Linked DNA regions of Dromaius novaehollandiae: region 1 is linked to region 2. Evidence: chromatin contacts called from public Hi-C data. All regions are on one chromosome and are shown on one strand. The core of a region is the stretch at or near the end of the contact, and the rest is flanking DNA. Distances in the headings are between cores, read along the strand shown. Region 1 holds the start of LOC112984500 (zinc finger protein 391-like). Region 2 holds the start of FAR2 (fatty acyl-CoA reductase 2).

Region 1 (4,172 bases), core at 1,052-3,551, 190 kb before region 2:
GGCCATGCACACTGCGTGTGCCTGATGCAGTCTCCAGCCTCTCCTTAGGGCTTATCTAGCTTTGGCCATCCTGACCACCATAGCTGGATCACAACATGGGCATGGTGAGCTTCCATAAACCTACACAATATTGTACAGGCCACAACATTTCAGCTAGGTGTGCTCCTTAAGGAGACATTCAAGGACCTCATTTCCCATCCTATTTCCCTTGACATGGCAACACGTGCATACATTACATGACCAAGACACAGGCATCTTGCCTGACATTTGATGTTTGTTCACAGAATGGCACATGCAAGCAGCTTCTCATCATATTGCACATTTTCTCCAGGCACCTGTCATGGGAAGGTGGAGGGAAATGCCTGCACGTTGGTCGTGTGGCAGATGGAATCCAGGCCCAGTACTTGGGAAAAAGGATGGCAGGACCTTGGGATCCAGAACTACTGCCCATCTTCTGCCTGTGCCTGAGGGGCATTGGGAGAAGGAAGTGGCTGAAAGTGGCAACACAGGCCAAAGGTATTGTTCTGGCTGGTTGCCTACAACAACCCAGGGGCCCTGAGCCTCATACCCTTGGTGTAGACATACCCTCATCTACACTCCTCCTCCTTTAGGCACATTTTAAAAGGGGCCTGGATCAGGAGCTGCATCCTAGAAGATCCACAGCCCACGCCTAGTGACGCTGCCTACCACACATGCACTCGCTGGTGTGAGACTAAATAGGAGTTGCGGCTGAAGCTCTTCCCACACTGGGAACACTTGAAAGGTTTCTCCCCAGTGTGGGTGCGACGGTGACGGATGAGGGTAGAGTTGTCACTGAAGCAGGTCCCACACTCAGCACATTTGTAGGGCTTCTCCCCGGTGTGGGTGCGACGGTGCTGGACAAGGTGCGAGCGCTGGCTGAAACTCTTCCCACAGTCAGGGCACAAGTAAGGCTTCTCACCGGTGTGGATGCGCCGGTGGATGACCAGCTTGGAGCTCTCACTGAAGCACTTGTTGCAGTCAGCACACTTGTAGGGCTTCTCCCCAGTGTGGAGCCGCTGGTGGGCGATGAGGTTGGAGCTGTCACTGAAGCGCTTCCCACACTGGGGGCACTTGTAGGGCTTCTCGCCTGTATGGAAGTTGGCGTGGCGGAGCAGACCCGAGTTCTGATAGAAGTTCCTCCCACACTTGGCGCACACATAAGGCCTCTCGCCAGTGTGGTTGCGCTGGTGCTGCACCAAGTGAGTGCTCTGGCTGAAGCTCTTCCCACAGTCCTTGCACTGGTACGGCCGCTCACCCGTGTGGACGCGCTGGTGCTGGATGAGGTGAGAGCGGCGGCTGAAGCTCTTCCCGCAGTCCACGCACACATATGGCTTCTCCCCTGTGTGGATCCTCTGGTGGCGGATGAGGTCTGAGCTGCGGTTGAAGCTCTGCCCACACTCAACACAGATGTATGGTTTCTCTCCCATGAATGCTCTCTGGTGGACCACTGTGTCCTTCCGCTTCCGGAAGCCGCAGCGAGGAGCCTTCTCCGGCCTCGTCTCCGCTGAGAGGAGGTCTGGCCGTGGACAGGCAATTCCCAGGTCACAGCCCACCAGCGACACTTCCCTCACAAAGAAGTCCGAGAGGGCACTGTGGGGTTGGGCTGCCACCGCACCACCTGGCTGGGGGTTGTCCTCTTCATGCTCGCTCATGCTGCCATCACCTGCAGGGACAGGGGGCGAGTCCTGACACAGGCTGCCCTCTGCCGCCCCACTCCCAGCCACCACGTGCCATCAGCATGCGTCCCCCCTCTCTCCTGCTGCCAACAGATGCCCTCTGCCAGGGCAACGCCATACCCCAGCGCCACCTCCAGCCCCCCACATCCCTGCGGCTCCGCCATGACACTGCCCCGGTTACTCCCGGCTGGCACCAGCGCGGGCCGCGGGGGGGGGACCTACAGGGAGGCCGGGTAGCGGGGCCCAGCCGCCCCCCGGCCCCAGGGCGGCCCCCCGCGCTCCCAGCGCGCTCACCTGGCCCGGCGGCGGCCTCCGCCCGCCCGCGGGCCGGGCTACAGGCAGGCAGCGCAGACCGCGGGCTGAGGCGGCGCCTCACTAGCGGAGGCCGCCGCCGCCGCCGCCCGCATCCCCGCGCCGCCAGCGAGCACTTCCTGCCCCCCGCCCCGCCGCGGGAGGCGGCCGGCTCTATGGTTGTAACCCTTGCAGCCCCGGCCGGCAGCCGCCGCGTCCGCCGCTGCGGGCCTCCGCCCGCGCCGGGCCATCGCTGCCCAGCCGGGACCGCCCCCATCCTCCCTCGCCTGGCCTCGCCGCCCGTGCATCCCGGGACACTGCCGAGCACCCCCACCCCCTTCCCTAGTCCCCCGCTGGGGGCTCAGGGAGACCGAAATTGAACTGCAGCGGGTTTACCCTCACGTGGTGTTAGAAAAGGTGCGGTGGAGGCAGGGAGGTTTCTGCCCCGCCCTAGGCTTTTTAACAGTTTTATTTAATCCTTTCCTACCCCCTCTTATCCCCAGCCATGCTAGGGGCGTGTTCATGACTGGCAGGATCGCCTGGACCAGGCCAGGCGGGCAGCTGAGCGAGGCTGGGGGGAGCGCATGATGCGGCATGGAGCAGAGCAGGCCACACTCCCCTGGCACAGCTCTGGGGGCTCGCCCCACCACCCTGGCACGTACCGCCGCCCCAGCACAGCTGTCTGCTCGTGCAGGTGCAGCCCAATTAGCTGCAAATGCAGCATCTGTCCTCAGCCAGCCACCATGATGCAGTCAGAAACAAAGCTCCGAGGTTTCACGGGTTTTGTTATTACTGCCACGTTCCTCATACCCTCGGCCTTTCACGCAGCTTTCTTACTGCTGGATGCAGGTATCCATCGTTTTGCCTGACGGCAACCAGAAGAGTGCTGGGGGAGAGGAGGGGAGAAGGGGCTGCAGGCAGCTGGAGCAGGGTCAGCCCCATGTGGAGATCTGAATGCAGAAGACGACGTGGTACATGATCGTTATCTTTCCCCAGGTCACCCTGTAGCCTCAGCTTCCCTTTCGTAAATGAGGACTGATGGCTGCTTGGGGTGGTGGAAAAGGTTGCAGTTTGCAGTTTTGCTGCCTAATAATCAGAGCACATGGGAAATGAGAAAAAAAATCCAAAATAATACTAGCTAAGAAAGAAACCCAGATTTTCATGAGACTTTCATGCAGTTAAGTCACATGATTTGGAAGTACAGAGCCAACCAAAAGGACACATCTGTTTTGGGCTCTGGATGCAAAGGTTTGCAGAATGTGAACTGACACCTGTCTGCATATGCTTAAACACCTAAATGAATATTTGCCAAAAAAAAAAAAAAAGACTATGGGTGTTGAAGAATTTGAGGAGGAGTGAAATGCTAGCATTTTCCACTGTTATTGAAAGCTGAAGACAGAGGAGCTGGTCTTGCAAAGAAGCAAAAGACCTGACCTCCTTGTGCTTCTGTGCTCTTAAACAAACCTACCATAGTTTTCCCTTCCTATTTGATATGGAGGGAAAATAGTTCTGTTGTCCCCTCCCTTCTTGGCAAATTGTTTTCAGTTCAATTCCCAGTCCCTTTTAAACAGCTCTGCCTAGTAATTGTTATGCAGACCTTATACCTAAATGTTGCATCATTGAGGTAAGTGCCATTGACCAGGAGAATTAGTCATTAGAAGAGAGAGAAATTGAGATGTGTAGATAAATAAGAAAATATATTCACAGGTCAGATGGAAAACAAGAGGAATGATCAATGAAGTGCGTAACTGCAGAATGCCCAGTATAGTCAGACGGAGGAGGAGAAAGCCTTTGCTAAATTCATAGAGGCTGTGAGGGAGAGGAGCTTAAAATCTTGGAAAATAAATTTTAAGGAGTAAGTGGTAAATGGGGGCCGTGTAGTAACTATTGTATTCTGCCTGTTCCACACAGGTTGGTGATCAGGTGCTTGGGATGTCAATAATCACAGACAGGGAAGATGAAATCTGTGATCAAATTGTCAGTAATGCAGCTGTGGAGATACCACACAGAGGAAGATTACATGCATTTTTACATGCTAATGTAACATCAGCATCACAAAGAGTGGAGGCACAAAGGAGGTGGGTATCAAAAAGGAAGATGACCTATTCAGGAATGTTTTTGTTGCCCAAAAGAAGTACTTCCATGTGTGTGGAGTGGCATGGCTGAAGGATATGGAAATGAAGC
Region 2 (4,114 bases), core at 643-3,142:
TGGTCCGTCATTAGTTATTTGTCTCTCTTCTCTAGCTATGCCCTTAAAAAGCTTTGAGGCAAACACGTAAAAGCAAATTATTCTGTGTAATGACATTACTGTAAAGGACTGCACAAGACGTGATGAGGTCAGATGCCTCTAATTTCTAAAAGACTGAGGATAGTCTCATAGGATCTGGTAAAAAAAAAAAGGGGGGGGGATAAATCTTTGTGGTGCCATGTGAGTGGGCAGCAGAGGTATCTAGTAATTTCCTACTCATAATGAGATGTAAGAAACAGCAGCAAGTCTCAGAATACAAGCTCTTCTCACGTGATTAAAACCACTGCTATCCCATATACTACACCTATTTTTATGTATGGGCCTAATAATAGGGAAAATCAAAAGGGCAAACTTCCCCTAGAAGGGTCTCGGCTCTCCCCATGTTCAAATAACATCACACTCGAATTACCCCTAGACAGAGCAAACCTCCTTGGTGTGAATGAGAGCTCATAACACTCCTCTCTTCATTCATAGGTTTGCACTTCAACTTGAACTTTCTCAAGGAAGAGGCGAAGAGCGGAGCTGGGCTGAAGCCACCGCTCCCCCCCCCCCCCCCCCCCCCGCCCCGGCAACGCCCGGGCCACCGCCCTGTGCCGGCGGCTCGGGCGCTCGGGGTGGGTCCAGCCCCTGGGGGTCCGGATCTGCGCAGCCCGGGGGAAGCGGGGTCCGGCCCAGGGGACTCGGGGGGGCTCCGGGAGGAAGGGGGCAGTCCGGCCCCACAGCGCCCGCTTGGCGCAGAGCACCGACGCATCCAGGTACCGCCGCATCTCGCTGCCCGCCTGACGCGCCGCCGCCCTGGCGCGCTGGTCGGGTTCTGCTGCCAGGACAGCGGTACCGGCCCGGCCCCGGTTCCCACAGGGCGTGTCCAGCCCCTCCGTCCCGGCCGCCCCCGGCTCCCCCTGCCGCTTTCCTCGCTTCTCTGGGCAACATCATTATCCCTCCGAAGCGTCCCCTGCTCTCCCTCCTTCCCCCCCCCCTTTTTTTGTTTCTCCTTCCAGCAGGCTGTTACCTTTAATTACCGCTTTTCCGACCAGTTCCTGTCTCCAGACCGCTTCCTCCACCTCCCCTAATACACAAGCAACTACCAGCAAAGAAAGGGAGGAAAGGAAAGAAAAAAAATACAAACCTCTCCTCCTCTTCTGGGTTTTATACTATATATCCGGCCGGGGGAGGGAGGAGCAGTGCCTTCGCTCTGCCTTCCCCTCTGCTGCTTCTCGCACCGCGCGGCTGCTGCCCGCGGGGGTTGCCCGCCGGCTCAGGCCGCCCGCGCTCCTTTTCTTCAGGGTCTCGCCTTGCCCGACCCTGTTTTCACACCACCAGGCTAAATTGTAAGCGCGGCGCTGTGCAGCGGGAGCCGAGGGGCAGGGAAAGGGAAGCGGGGCCGGGGCAGAGGCACCCTCCTCAGCACCGCTCAGCCCCGCGCCTGCAGCCCGCAGCTCCCGCCATCGCCCAGCGGCACCAACGCAAAGCGATGTTTGTCCATCCTCCTCCGGCCGCAGACCCTGCCTCCCCCGCCAGCCCTGCCGCAGGGGACCCACATATGCGGCAGCAGCAGCCCTTAGAGGAAATCAGAAGAACAGGCAAGAAAAGGATCCCTCCCTCTCCCCCCCACCACCGGGCCTCTCCCCGCGCCGCTCCTTACCGGGCCACCGGGGCTGCTCCGCCGGCGCGGCCGCCTCCGTGCTCCGCGGGGCCGGCACGCAGGGGGCGAGCGGCGGCAGCGGCTGCGCCCGCCTCGTCCCCGCGGCTTCGCAGCGCCTCCCCCCAGCTCCGACTGCCGCTGCCTCTGAGGAGTTGGCCGAGAGCAGCGCCGTGCCGCAGCCTCTGCGCGCCTCCGGGCGGAGATAGGGGAAGCGGGATGCTTTCTAAACCCACGCTGAATGGGTAGGGAAAGTGGTGTCCCCCGCCCCCCAAAGATGATTTTTGCATCTCAAAACCCTTTCCCTCTTCACCTTAAAGCCGAATTTCTCTTTGTGCTTAGAAAAAATGATCAGCAGGAAGAACGTTATACAGAAATACAGTTAAAAAAATCAGTATATTATTAGCTACAGAATTTGTGTTACAGGCATTAAGAAGTGTACAGACATACAACATACCTACTCAGCCTTTGCCACAAGTATTAATTTTCTCCCTTCAACTTCAGAAGATATGCTTCTCTCAGCAAAATTTTTTCAACCCAGTGTTTGAACCAGCAAGAAATGACACTTTTATGTCTTGTATGACACTTGCAGTATGTGCAAGCATTAATTAATTTTACAAGGTGGTATTTATCTAATTACTGTCTTCAATTTATTAGTTGGGGGAGGGGGTGGAGAGAGAGAGGGAGAGGGAGAAGTTAGGTAAGTTGCCCACTGATTACTGAATTGGTATCACAGCTGTCATCAAGGCTCCAAACACAAAAGGATTAGGTGCTACACCCAGAATTGGAGTTCTCAGGCCCCTAGCTCCATTGCTGCCTGATCCTAGTGATGCTTGTAGGCTACAGGTGCCTGCTGTTTCCACATGAAAAATCACTGAGCGTGGCTATTCTCACACCCGGATGCTACTAGTTCAAGCCTAAGGCTAGCTGGAGTCCACAAAGCAGGTATGCCTTCACATGCCTTACCTCATTCTGACTAGTGTTCTTAAAGTACATGTACTGTGACTGCTAGTGTGACACTCTGGTCCTAGGGCCCTATGTCCAGTTCACTGCACAGTCTGGTCCATAAAGTGTCCAAGTTGCCCATGTCACAATGTCTGTGTCAGCAGCTCTCCACACTACACCTACAGAGTTGAAGTAGTGTTATCCACTTTCATCTTTTACCTTCAAGGAAAAACTGCCTATCTCTCCTAGCAAAAGAGTTTGGGATTCATCCATCTGAGCTGTAGCAGGAAGGAACTTGCAAGAAACAAACCCCAGGAAGTGGTTCTCACCCAAGGAAGTCCCAGCTGTTTGCTGAAAGGGACTGATGTTTGCTAGGATAGTTCTGAGGAAACAGGGTTTTGGCTGCTTACATCTCAGGCATGTTCTGTAATATAAACCTCTGCCTTTGACAGGCTGGCCTGGCTTCTATCTAAACTGAAAAAGCCATACTGGAACTGCCAATTGAGGGCAACTACTTGGCACCAAAATGGGAAACAAGTAGAGAAAGATGTGGACTGATAGAATAGATAATCAGGGGTGGCTTTGATCAAAGAGAATGGTCTTGCACACTGAAAAATAGCCAGGAGAAGAGTTTCCAGTAAGCACAGAATTGGAGACAACTATTGCTAGCATTATCTTATGGAAACTGAGTAGAACACTTCAAAGAGTATTTGCAAGAACTGATGATTATCAGGAGACATTGCATGGGAGCAAAAGTACATTTGGATTTATCTACAAACATATAGAAATCCCTTTGTGCAGTTTGGAAAAAGCAGGCTGACTTGAGGAGCAATTCCTGACTAAAGGCCAATGAGGACATTAAACAGATAACATGTCAGAGACAGTTTGTGACAGCTTTCCAGAAATGAGAAGGAAGAGTTGAGTTGATGATTTGATTAAGGAGATAAAGAAACAAAAAGAAATCATTAAAGCAGTGCCAACCTGAAAGACTACCCTTTGAACTGGTGAACAGAAGGTTGTATTGTGGCCATGAAATGTGTCATGGGGTGTGGGAAGACTAGAGGTTTAACTGGAAAAAAAAAACCAAACCCTTCTGGGTGGCTGAAGAAGTACATCACAACACCTTAAAAGGAGTTAAAAAAAAAAAAAAAAAAGAAAGAAAGTAAGCTCTCCAGGGTACTCTGCCCTCAGGAACAGGGGAGAGAAATTAGCTTTCATTGTTCATTCTGGAGTAACCTTAATTCCATCATTAATTACACTGCCTGAGCTGGAGAAAGCTGTTCCAAGCTTGGCTCTTTCAGTGCGTATCACAAGGATGAGGCATGAACAAAAGAGCGGGAAGTTTCCAGAATTGCCAGGTTGTGGCAGTCTCTGGCTTTTGTAGTATTATGAACATTTCACAAAAAGCTAAGTTTTGCATTCAAATGAAAAATTCTCCTAGGCATATGCTAAAGGTTTGAAACTGAGCCTATTAAAGATGGCATACAACCA

What was found. A called contact is a pair of places that touch in the nucleus more often than the background predicts.
Region 1: a contact with region 2 is called in a Hi-C map of ovary, with 4 times the contacts expected there. The contact joins the promoter of LOC112984500 here to the promoter of FAR2 in region 2. A contact is called at or near these places in 3 of 4 Hi-C or Micro-C datasets (brain, liver and ovary).

Annotation. Positions count from the first base shown.
Region 1 is chr1:78,065,237-78,069,408 of bDroNov1.hap1, reverse strand. It overlaps LOC112984500 (zinc finger protein 391-like), which reads right to left and starts at 2,301. Exons shown (of 2, transcript XM_026102399.2): 1 at 1,992-2,301; 2 at 1-1,684. The coding sequence starts at 2,265. The coding sequence ends at 684.
Region 2 is chr1:77,872,139-77,876,252 of bDroNov1.hap1, reverse strand. It overlaps FAR2 (fatty acyl-CoA reductase 2), which reads right to left and starts at 1,892. Exons shown (of 13, transcript XM_064517503.1): 1 at 1,682-1,892.